3 separate regions of the Mus musculus genome follow, and all the other regions are linked to region 2. The links are chromatin contacts, called in public ChIA-PET and HiChIP or PLAC-seq maps. All regions are on one chromosome and are shown on one strand. The core of a region is the stretch at or near the end of the contact, and the rest is flanking DNA. Distances in the headings are between cores, read along the strand shown. Region 1 holds the start of Hmcn1 (hemicentin 1). Region 2 holds the start of Ivns1abp (influenza virus NS1A binding protein). Region 3 overlaps Niban1 (niban apoptosis regulator 1).

The links. ChIA-PET counts read pairs in DNA pulled down with a chosen protein or histone mark. HiChIP or PLAC-seq counts read pairs in DNA pulled down with a chosen protein or histone mark.
Region 1: a contact with region 2 is called in an H3K4me3 HiChIP or PLAC-seq map of bone marrow-derived macrophages, with 4 times the contacts expected there. The contact joins the promoter of Hmcn1 here to the promoter of Ivns1abp in region 2. A contact is called at or near these places in 2 of 39 promoter capture datasets (embryonic stem cells and neural stem cells), 1 of 484 Hi-C or Micro-C datasets (embryonic stem cells), 8 of 115 datasets of contacts at active chromatin or transcription factors (astrocytes, bone marrow-derived macrophages, embryonic stem cells and 3 more) and 2 of 9 other capture datasets (adipose tissue and liver).
Region 3: a contact with region 2 is called in an RNA polymerase II ChIA-PET map of memory CD8 T cells, with 34 read pairs. The contact joins the enhancer-like site here to the promoter of Ivns1abp in region 2. A contact is called at or near these places in 1 of 484 Hi-C or Micro-C datasets (muscle stem cells), 3 of 115 datasets of contacts at active chromatin or transcription factors (the SCID.adh cell line, memory CD8 T cells and pancreatic cancer cells) and 1 of 9 other capture datasets (adipose tissue).

What each region holds. Positions count from the first base shown.
Region 1 is chr1:150,991,514-150,995,306 of GRCm38.p6, reverse strand. Hmcn1 (hemicentin 1) reads left to right here and starts at 1,872. Exons shown (of 107, transcript NM_001024720.3): 1 at 1,872-2,523. The coding sequence starts at 2,256.
Region 2 is chr1:151,343,057-151,347,297 of GRCm38.p6, reverse strand. It overlaps Ivns1abp (influenza virus NS1A binding protein), which reads right to left and starts at 2,800. Exons shown (of 15, transcript NM_054102.2): 1 at 2,543-2,800. It also overlaps the pseudogene Gm10138.
Region 3 is chr1:151,682,815-151,686,686 of GRCm38.p6, reverse strand. All of the region lies in intron 5 of Niban1 (niban apoptosis regulator 1), which reads right to left. Among named protein-coding and RNA genes, the nearest start is that of Gm41969, 52 kb to the left of the region's middle. Within about 2 kb of position 1,471, at least 164 of the 459 cell types and tissues checked have an H3K27ac peak or open chromatin away from gene starts, as enhancers often do. A contact at or near this core is called in the SCID.adh cell line, adipose tissue, memory CD8 T cells and 2 more, where this site is marked.

The DNA of each region.
Region 1 (3,793 bases), core at 623-3,122, 350 kb after region 2:
TCAATAACTGGTCACAAGTGGGCAGGAATCAGTAATGATATAGGAAATTTAACTTAATTAAGATTTAATTTTAATTTAAGATTTGTTTAACACAATTAAACAAATCTGTTTCACATTTGTTGAATAGTCAATTTACACAACACCACTCCCTTTCCTCCAAATGCATCTGGAACACGTATAGATCGTTTAATTCTGATTAGGTAACTGCCATGTTTCCTATTACAAGTAAATAAATTTTAAAAAAGGCAGGAAGAAGGTAGGTAGCTTGCTGAAGGTCACAGCTATTAAGCCCCATGCAGGACTTAGCACCTGGTTGTCTACACCCGGTGTAGAATGCAGAACTCTCCCACCTCTCTGAGCACCTGGAATAACTCAGGTCTCTATGACCTAGAATGAAATCCTTTTTAAATAAACAAAGGAATGGACTACTCAAATAGCATTCAACATTCTCTAAATACTACTTGGAAAGGAAACATGTTCCCTCCCTCTCCTCTCATGTTCCCACACCAGCCCAAATGGCCCGTGTGCTTCCTTTAAGTGACATGACTTATAGGTATCATAAAATCAAGTTCCACAGATGGTGGGTCTGAAAGAGAAGACAGTTGGAGATTATAAAAGGCTGGTGGGAGCTGGCCCTTTCTCAGGCTGCCCCATGCTAGAGGGTGGTCTCATACACACTCAAACCCAGTTTAAAGCTGCCCAAGTGCTGTACTTCGAATGCTTGCATCCAGACAATAGCCCCTTTCCTGGGGGAGGGGGGCGTATTTATTAAAGGGGAACAAAGAATGGTTAGCGCATGAATGACTTTCTTCGCTTACCTTCTGAAATCTGTTAATCCGGCTATAATGTATATAATGATTGCGACTTGGAAGAACATTGTAATGTTTTCCACCGTAAAGTTTCCTTAAGTTTTGGCAGGAAAATGTCATTGAGAGGAACAACATTTCAGTGGATCTTTGCCTGAGACGTGACACATAGTTGTACTGGAGGGTATGTGAAATGGGAATACTATCGCATCACCATGCTTCGCAGAGGATTTAGGCTGATCAGCAAAGTGAATCTTGATAACGAAATTTCAACTCCCCCAGAATTTTTTCTCCCCTCCCTTCCCCTCCCCTCCCCTTTTCTTTTCTTTCTTTAAAAACAAACAAACAAACAAACAGACAGACAGACAGACAGACAAACACTGCTCTTTCTATTGGACGTCAATGTTTTATTGATACCCAGTTTCCTTTCCCAGTTCCACAGCACAGCTAGGGACTTTGTGATGTCTCTTACTTTCCCCCTATCTCCTTCCATTCTCCTTTGCCTCTACAGCTCCCTCTCCCTGCCTCTCCCAACTCCGTGCCTTCCTCTCATCTAAACACTCCCCAAGGAAGATCAAAGAACCATCCATCCTGTAGCTGCAGCCTAGAGGAAAGAAAGCTCCAGCTCCCCCTTCTGGCGGGGCTGAATGTTGGGTTGAGGGACAGGAAGCTAGGCTGGGGCATCTTAGCTTCTGCACTTGGGGTGGGCTGGGGAATTAGGTGTTGTCTGAAGCAGCTTTGCACAGACATTAGGGGAAAAAACGTGCACCAATTCCCTTTGTGCTAGCTAATGTGATGCCCTTGAATTTGGGAGTGGGCCACACATTCCTGAAAGCCATTGTTTACCTTGGAGTTTTGGAGATTGGCTATAGCTCTGAAGGGAACACCAGAGCTGACTTTGCGAGCGCTTCCCCGGTACTGGAGAGACTTGGAACTCACAGAGGGGGAAAGTCGCCCTCCGGGGTGGGGGCTCCAGCAGAGGAGGGACGGCCGCTGGCCAATCAGAAGGAGAGGTCGCGCCGGGCTTCGCCTCCAAGGGGCTAGCTGTGGAAAGTTGGGAGGCTCAGTCGCTGGCCTGGAGCGCGGCGGCGGAGGCGGCACCGCAGGCTCGCAGCGTCCCCCAGGGCATGGACCCCGCGCTCTGCGGGCGCTCGGCTACTCGCAGCTCCCTGCACGCGGCCGCTTAGAGCCCAGGACCTACCCAGCCGGACAAAAGGCGCCGCATCCCTGCCCAGCCCAGCCCAGCTCCTGGAGGCAGCCGGGCTCCGGGTTGGTCTGCATCTCATTCTCCGCTCCAAAACTTTTGAGTTAGTTCAGAGACTGCAAAAGCCTGATGAGGCACCAGAGAGGAAGCCAGTCCTCTGCCTGCTGTTGAGGAGTAAGCACAGTGGTTAGGAGCTTAGGGCAAAGAGAAAAGCAGCGAGCAAAACAAGAAAAGAAAAGAAAAAAATGATTGCCCAGGAAGTGGTCCACACAGTATTCCTGGTGGCTCTTTTTCGTTCTTCCCTAGCTGGAGATGGGACTCCGCAGTCTGAGAGCAGGGCTGAGGAGATTCCTGAGGGGGCGTCCACGCTGGCTTTTGTGTTTGATGTGACTGGGTCCATGTATGATGATTTAGTTCAGGTTATTGAAGGGGCTTCCAAAATTTTGGAGACGTCTTTGAAAAGACCTAAGAGACCTCTTTACAACTTTGCTTTGGTGCCCTTCCATGATCCAGGTAAGGGGAATACTTACTCTCTGTATTTGTTGTGCTTGGTGATTCATAATTCTATTATTTCTTATGCTATGAATTTGTTATATTGTCAGAAAGTTTCAAAAGCATTTAAAAAAATGCAGCGGAATACGATAGTAACAAAGAATTGCCTACTGGCATCTGGGGTTATATCTCAGTTTAGCAAGGCTTAGCCATGGAGTGAGTAGATGGCTTGTTTAGGGGGATTAAACAGTGGTGCCCTGACCTGGAAATGTGGTCCTCTGAAGATGAGAACCAGGACTTTGTAGTAGCAACAGCAGCAAGCTCAGAGTTAACCTGCTTGCATTTTCAAGCTAAAGACTGTTTCAATTGCTAAGGCAGCCACGGGACAGGAATGGGGTTTTCAGCAGCAGGGCACTGAGCGCAAGCGAGCACACACTCTCAAGATAGCCTCACATGGGAGAAAATCAGACCTGCTGCAGGGCACATGAGCAAGTCTGTAAATAGCAGCTAGGATTGGAACTGGAGGCATGAAAATGAAAGACAGAAGCCATTCATTCTGTAACTGAATCTATTCACCGTGGCACCGGGTCATCATTAGTTAGATTCACCGATGTGTGTAAACAGTATGTTCATGTCTCAGGCGGTACAAATGCATGCAATTTGCTAGGTCTGTGCTCTTGAAAGGTAGTTGAAGAAAAATAGCTTTATGTTGTGCCCTGCAGCTGTGGCTTTCTGCTGCTGTACTGTAACATGATCCTATTTACTCTTTTGCAGTTTCTTTTTCAAGTAGCACCTCTCTGCGAGGCTCCTAGGAGCCCTCATTGTCATCGTGGAGGGTAGCATTACAGGGGGAGCCCCAGGGCTTACTGTCTTGTGTCCACCTGAGTTTCATTAGGCAAGTAGCCGCTCAGTGGAAGAAATAAAACAGTGGTTTCTTAAGAGCCCTCCCCCACTGCTCTCCCACATTCCCCTTGCTTTTGAAATTCTCTCTTCTCTAGACTTTGGCATAACCTCTTTCACAATGAGAGCATGATGTTGAAGATCTCTGGTTTGGTGGTTTCCTCCCCCCTTCCTTGTGCATTTGCCAGGCATATTAAAATCCTAATTATTGCTGGTTATTAAATGTGGTGTATTTCAGCTATTTAAAAAGATGTCCTTGGGATATATTGAGAGGGAGCTAGAATTTTCTGGAATTTTAAAGTTCTTCAATGACAACAATAAGCAGTCCTGGTCTTCTGCAGTATATGCATGCATTTCCACACTGATCGGACATGATATGCTTTTCTATTTG
Region 2 (4,241 bases), core at 1,551-4,050:
TCCCACCCTCTGCTAAGCAAAAGGAAACATCACATTTTCAAACATTGCTAAGGTAAACCACAAATATTTAAGTTTCAAGGTAATTTTTTCCAAAGAAGTCAATCACTTAGTAATTTAAGAATTCCCTCCCCAGTGTTGGACTAAACCCAGGGGCTCAAGCATATCAAGCAAACACTTAACCACAAGCTACAGACACTTGTGATTCTAAACATGGCAGACACATACTGGAATAAAAAAACTTAGAACAAAATGGAGTTAGCTCAGTTTCTGCAGCCTTAGATACCGTAGAGGCGGATAAAGCAGAGAAACCGGCTCAGGCAAAGAGGAAGATAAGACATGGCAGCACAGAGTCCAGAAACTGTGGCTGTTTTGGTTTCAATAGAAGGTAGACTGCAGGATGCACATGGTACACGGTGAAGCGGAAATTACCAACTTATTTTAAGGTTTAAACAATGCTAAGTATGGAGACCAGATGAAGGTTTGACAAAAGGGTGTTAGAGAAGGTGTGGTGGGGGCATGCCTGGAAAGAACATGGAGACATTTAATGAAGATTAGACACACCCATGCTGACTTGGTCTTCAACTAAGGCGCTGAGTGAGGGCTGAAGGCATCTTAACATGGGCGCACCACTATCAACATGCCACTTTTAGAATAAGAAAGAAAAAAGAAGCAAGACTGGGATGTTCTAATGCTGAGGTACTTTTGGATATCCAGGCTGACATCAGAAGTGTAAAGAGTACTGTTACAGGGCTAGAAACATTAACACAGTGGTAACTGAACCAGAAATCACTCCAATAATACTTTTAACACCAACAGAAGGTAGGAATATGCTCAACCTTCAAAAATTCCTACCTGCAGCATCTGACTATACCATCAAACTGCTAAAAAGCTAGAAAACAAAAACAAACAAACAAAAACCCAACCAAACAAACGAACAAAAACAACAAAAAACCCTCTGGGGTAAGTCACATTAATATCACTGGCCAAGACAGTCAAGAAACTTTTTTGAAAAACTAAATTTATATGGCACTTAAAACATCCAAACAAGAAATGCAAAAACAAGGTCAACCTCCCACCAATAACTAAAATAAAGCGTGAAATGCTGTCTTTGGAAAAGACAAAGTTAGAAGGCAACTATAAATTAAGACAAAGGCTACAGAAATGGGAATCTATTAATTAACTCAAGATTTCACTAATTAGGAAATCAAAAGAAAGCCACCCCAGGCCTCCCTGCAAGGAAGCCACCAAAGTGTGGGTTTGATATAATGCCTGCTAGGTGGCATTACAGCATATTGGTTTCAATCCAGTTCTACCCAGTCAATGTTTACATCCAGGCTTACAAATAAGTCCTTTAACATTTTAAAGATATTAAAGACTTAGCAGGATTCAACCTGAAACTATTTTCTTAGTTATTTTTTTCCTAAGTCAACCACTGGTGTTAAAATTAAAGAAAATATGGCTAAGGTGATTTAGTCCGTGCGGCTTGTGTGCTCTTACTTCCAGAGCTATGGTGTATTGCCAAAACAGGAGACCACAACAAAACTCCTAAGAACTTGATATCTGGGTGTTCTAACCTCCACTACTGACAGACATTAAACAAAACGTTGCCTTTTAGGCCGTCCGACTTCTTTTTGATCGAAATGTTTGCTCTCCGGAATCATTTATCTGCAACTTATTGAGGGAAAGGCGGAAATATTTCTCAAATTTGTGTGTGTGTGTGTACAGATTTCCTTACGTTAATCTCCACTCTGACACTCCCCGGTGTCTTATCAACGAGGTCCTTTACCCAAAAATAGAAAAAAAAAAAAAAAGGTGATCGGACGAAAAGCCTGCTCTCCACCTATTTCTTTCAGAGAACATGGAGCCTGTGCCCCGGCGCGCCGGGGACCCCGCGCTGCAAGGCCTGGGGCGCGCTCTCGGCGGGTACAGCGAGGCACCCGCACACCCCCGGCCGCGATTGGCCGCGATTGGCCGGCGGCGCAGTCACTCAGAGCTGACACGTCAGGGCAGCCGCTCCCTCGCTCCTCCCGCCTCCTTTTCCCCGCGCTTGGCAAGAAAAGCGGGCAACGTGGAGCTCGAACAAAGGACCCCGTGGTCCACGGCGACCAGGGACTCCGTGCCACCCCACGCCTAACCCCTGGAACCGATGCGCTCTGAGGGCGGCTCTGTGTCCCCACGCGCCGGCCGCGGGGAGTCTTAGCCCGGAGAGCCCCAAACCGCAGCCGGCACCTCGCTCCTGACAGCGGGAAACGATGTCTACAGTCCTCGGTGGCCGCCGCTCTCATCCGGCGGGTCATCCCTCCTAGTCCTCCGCCGGGCCAGGTCCCGGGGACCCTCCGTCACCCAGCGCGGAAGCCTGACGATCCCCGCCCCGGCGGAGGAAGGTCCGGGACCACCGCGCTCTTCCCCCGCCAGCCGGCAACCGAGCCGAATGCGGAGCCCCGCGATGCCCGTGTCTCCCGGGACAGCGGGACGCTCCGCACCACCACCATCTTCCCACCCCGCCCTCTCCCTCCCGCGGCGCCCGCGTACAGCGCGTTACCTGGGTCATCTCTGAAGAGATGGCGAAATTCATCTCCAGAGCTTCGACGGGCTGCAGGCGGAAGGCGCTGGAAGGGGCTCGGGGCGACCGGGCGGGAGGCTGCGGGCTGAGGAAGACCAGTGGGTACTCGCGGGAACTCGCTCGCCGCCACGACGCGCCCAGCACCTCCGAGCGACTGACCGACCTCCACGCGCGTCCCGAACACACTGCCACCGCCGCCGCCGCCGCGCGCGCTCGCGCCGCACTCCCTCGCACGTCACCACGTGCGCTGCCGCCAACGCCTCCCGGCCGCTTCCGGCTCTGATGCCTGAGCGAATCACAGGCGAGCTCCCGGGAAGATCCCGCTCTGAGGCTCCGCCCCCGGACAGGGCCCCGCCCACCTCATAGCTCTTTTCCTCAACCGCCCCCTCCTTCCTTCTCGGCTCAACTAGGTCAGCGCAAGGTGATCCGGGAGAGCGGGGCGGCGGGGACCGCTCCTCCTGTTACTTATCGAGCGCGCGCTCCCTCCCGAGCCTCACACCCTCGCTTCGCCCTTTTTTTTCCACTGTCCAGGAACTGGTTCCCTCCTTCCTCTTCCACCTGCCCTACCTTCTCCAGAGATCCGACGTGGCGATTAGAGTTCTCAGCGTCACACTGACTTCTAGGCAACTAGCCTAGACTGGAGCTGCGTGTTGTGGGAACCCCGCGGCAGTAGTTGAGCATCAGGCTCTTACCTTGGAGGTGGAGGGGTGAGAAGAATGGAGGAAGAAGGGATAAGTCAGAGGAGGGCCTGAACAACTAGCCCCTCTATTGGCCTGCTTTGGGTGAGCATTCAGTGAGTGTGTTTAAAAAAAAAAAAAAAAAAAAAAAAGGTGAAAGAGATATTATCGGTGTGCCATAAAATGCGTGTTCACTTCTACTTTTTGTCCCCCTCTGGTATCAGTTCCTGATGTCTCGACTTCTTTGGACAAAGAAAAGTAGCTTGGGGAATTGTTAGTCCCTATCTCTACCCCCTGGGGCCTTTTAACCCAGGAGCCAAGCCCAGTCATCCACCCACCTTGCCCCTAGGAGGCAGGCAGTTGTTTAGGTCAAATGTGATTTAAGCTGGGCTCCACTTCTTCATATGACTCTGAAGCACATGCTGGGAAGTTTCCTTGATTGAAGATGAGGGGATTTGGTGAGATTATATCCAAAGGTCTATAAAGTATACACATAATCGAGTTAGGTAAAGGTTTCCAGATTAATGCTTATACTGGTTTATAGAGGGCGCTTACACAGTCTAGACCTGACTTTGATCATCCCGCTTAATTTGTAGCCATTTCTTGGAGCTCTTTGACAATGCTTCCTACCCTTCTTTAATGTGTTAGCGGGTAGGAAATAGAAATTGGGAGGGGGGTCTTCATTACTTTTAAAAAATAAGATCTTGTGGCCAGGAGACGTTTCTTTTTTGTTGTTGTTTCACAAAAGGAGGAAGTAGAAACTGAGCTGTCAGCTAGTATGATTATGTGTCTTAGAGAAACTGGCATTTGCCGTCCAGCTTTTCTCTTTGATAGCACATTACTTTTGTTGCAAATGACACTATTAGGGACCTGGATTACTGAGCTCCTTCTGGCAGTGAGAGAATATGAACTGCCCACTTGGGACAGGCACATGACTGGCCTGCCGGACACATGGTCCTACTTGCTGTACACTAAATAGCGTCTTTGTAATCTGGAACAGT
Region 3 (3,872 bases), core at 222-2,721, 340 kb before region 2:
AGAAAATAGAATTTGGAGACAATGATATTAGCTTGACAAAAGTCAAAGAAGGGGTGTCAGGAAGTGAGCATGCGATGGTGCAGGAATGAAGAGCCTCGCCTCAGGCAGAGAAGAAAGGGATAAGGAACTAGGCGCCCACAGAAGAAGTCACAGTCAGTCAGCAATGGAATCCGGAGACAGAGAGCTCTCACCATTAGGACAAATGAAATCTTAAATTCCCCTCTTGGATAGTGGGAGACAGATCTAATTTGCCAATCTGTTATTAGATTTTTTTTCAGCTTATAAGCTAATTAAACAAATTGATTTATGGAGAAAAAAAAAAACAAACAAAGAAAAAACTTGGAGAAGAGATGTGCCACAGGGTAAGTTTCTCTGTGAGTGTCTGCTCTGGTGATGAGGAGCAAAACTCAGAAGACCATCGCCAGCTCAGTAAGCAAACAGAATGAAGTCTGCCAAAGACAGAGGAGTGCTGTGCTGAGGTAATCCGACCTCCATTGTTCCTCCTCGGTTGTTTGCAGAGGCAGAGCTGAACTCATTACAGGTGCTTGAGAGAAAGCAGATTACCCGTTACTTCATCAGCATCCTGTGAGGAGGTCTCAGGGGAACACACTGTACCTTCTTAACTACCCTCTCTCCTGCCAATAAGCAATCTGAGGGTTTTTAGTTCGGTGGCCTTCGGGAACTTCCTGCTCTTCCGCAAAGCTTTCCCTCTGCAGGAAGACTTAGGGCAGGTAGCAAGCGGGCCAGAATTTCCTTTTCCCACATGGTCTAACTTAAAGACTCCACAGGGGGCCGGGTGTGCAGGGGAGCAACTGAGGCATCTGTTAAAGCCAGATGGAGAAAATGGGGGGGGGGGAGTTCATGTCTTAGCTGAAGGTCACACAGCTGGCCAGAGTCAGAGCCAAGGGGTGTGTCCTGCGTGGCCTTGGCATTCACGGCTATTTAAACCATAGACTATGAGAATCAGGAGTGATCTCAATGCTCACTGACCGTGAGGTTTTCAGTGTTGAGAACCTTCAGAAGGCCAGCCTTGGCTCAAATAGATCTAGTGACAGAAAGTTCAGAATTTAATGAAATGGTTCTTTTCCATTCCAGAACTACTCTAATTATTTGAAAATTTAAATGTTTACCACTTCTTTTGAGCCACTATGTTTACACACACACACACACACATACACACACCATCCACTTTGTCTCTGAGAGTAAATTAGTTCTCATTACTCCTCTTCCATAGCTGGGCTGATTCCCAGGTACCCACAGAGTGGACTAACTTTCCCTCAACTCCTCTTTAAACAACTTGTTTACCTTTGGATCTTTCTACTTTTACCCTTCTTTTCTCCCCCCCTGATGGGCTCTAAGGTATCACACTCTTCGTCCTAGCACCCACCACAAAACACGTGATACTCTCTGCCCCTTTCTGGTTTCTTCTTTAATGTGGCCACAGCATCCGGGTGACTCACACATTTCTTTTAATCCAATCAAATCCATAAACTTCTTCTCATATGAGATGCTTGCCAACCTAAGCGTCCCCTGACTTGCACTTCTACTTTTGAGATCAGGCCAGCTTTTAAAGCTTATCCCTATTAAGTGGCAACTCGCTGAGACCAGCCCCACCTGACACACCATTTCAAAACTGGAATTCTGCCCCATACCCTCTTTCACCCAAGAGCCAGGAAAACTGCTAGATTTGCCTTCTTTGTGCCTATCCAATTCGCTGGCAAAACGTTCATCAAGTCCAGAGCACAGACAAACCCTGGGAAACTGTAAGCATTTTAGCAGGCATGTGGGAGACACATTGTAGCTATTCATTCAACACTCTATCCCCAGGGCCAGGAAATGTCTAGGAATGCTCTGTTCTCCTTGGTCTCTCCCAGGTCCTCATCTCTGCAGCTGCGTGGAAAACTCATATTTGAGAGAGATGATTAAGGATTTTTGCAAGGGAAGCTTTGCTTTCCTAGGCCTCTCGGGGACAGTTATTCGGGGGGCCAGCCAGAGAGACATCGTTTTTTGTTTTTTTCCACTTGTGCAGATTTATAACATGCCTGAGCTAACCAAAGCCCCAAAGCTCCCAGGCCTGTGGAGTCAGTGTATACTGTGACTCTGGCTGCCGTGCCAGATCTAGGTTTGGAAGTGCCTTGTAATTCTGTTTTATGGATAACCTCTACCAAGCCCTGTCAGCTGATCTGCAGAGCGATTTGGGCAAGTTATATAACAGCATTCCTCCCCTCCCCGGGCTTCTGCGGTTTCTTACCACAGACTCTCCTAACCCTTCCCCAGTTCCAGTTCACAGCGCCCTCCCGGGGAAGCCATTGAGGATGCTCGTCCTAGGGTTTAATCTAGAATAAGGAAGACAGGGCGCGCAGTGAAGGTGACCGAGGTCAATTGAGTCACTACTGTGGATTAGAAACCATCTCATAAAATCTCCACATTGCAAAAGACTAGGGACAGAGCTTCAGGGGTAGATTATGGTCAAGCAAGACCCAGATACCTCGGGACCCTTTTCTAACACTTTATGGTTTAATGTTTCAAAACTACTTTATAAAAACTAATCAACTAGAACAGGGGCTATCCCAAAAGCCATTGCCTGTATGTAGGATATATTCTACTAGCTGGGCTGCCTTGTCTGGCCTCAGTAGGAGAGGAAGCCTCGCACAGACTTGAAGTACCAGGGTGGGGGTAGGGGAAAACCTAGGGGGTCCTCCCACAGGCTCAGAGAAGAAGGGGAGGGGAGATGAGGGAAGGATTGTGGGAGGGGGTGACCAGGAGGTAGGCTGTGAGCAGGATGCAAAGTGAATAAATAAAACACTAAAATTAAATTAAAAAATATTATATTCAAAAGATATTATATTTATATATGCATGTGTGTGTGCACGTGAACGCGTGTGTTTTACAGACTAATGTTTGAAGTTATCTGCAAGGGGTGTTTCCTTGCAAAGTTTAGAATCATGGAATTCAGGACTTTGGTCATATGGCAGGTACTGCTGAGCCTAAACTCTTTATTTCAGAACTGTCCAGTCAAGGTCTAAACAGACCATGAACTTACATTACTAAAATTAAAGCCAAATAATGTAAATTTACCCACTAGATTTAATAATGGCTGGTGTCCACACTACTAAAGTGGCAGTGAGTATATTTTGCTTTAAAAACTATATATGACCAGCCTAAATAGAGATCTATTACTACATTATAGGGGCTAACTTGAGGTAATGAGTAGAAACTGCAACATTACTAGACACCCCCGAAACACATCTTAGAAAACCATTAGACTAAAATATAAATCCATTACTCTCATCATATGTGTCCTTGCTAGTGGACACAGACCTATCAGGCAGAAAAGATGGACATGTCAGAGATATATGTACACATTTCAGAAGTCCAGTGTTGGTTGCTCTAGGTGAGAATACAAAACACGACAACTTCCTCAGAAGAGATAGACTACTTCTAAAAATTAAAAAAAAAAAAAGTCTAGTGGGGAAAAAACTGTTTTGTAAGAAGTTGTAACCACACAGAAGAAAACCACATAGATGAGCCATGCCTCATGACTTGTCAATAAAAACTAAAAGACTGTCAACAGAGAAAAGGAAACGGCGGTCTTCAGAAGAAGTGGAGGCAGACTGGCCTCATTTCTTTCAGATAAACATATTAGATTGGCTGATTAGAAGGCTGTTGAAGACATCCTGTGTCTAGGTTTGATCAACGGTTTTCGCGATTTTGACACTGATGAAGTTCAGGTTGGCTGATACTGCAAATGGACCCAGAAAAAAACATTTAAAAAAAATGATGTGTGCTTGTCAGAGAGCTGAGGTTACTGACATCACGGAGGGAAATCTGTAGAGTACCTTAATGCTTTGCCCATTCCCTGGAAAACATAC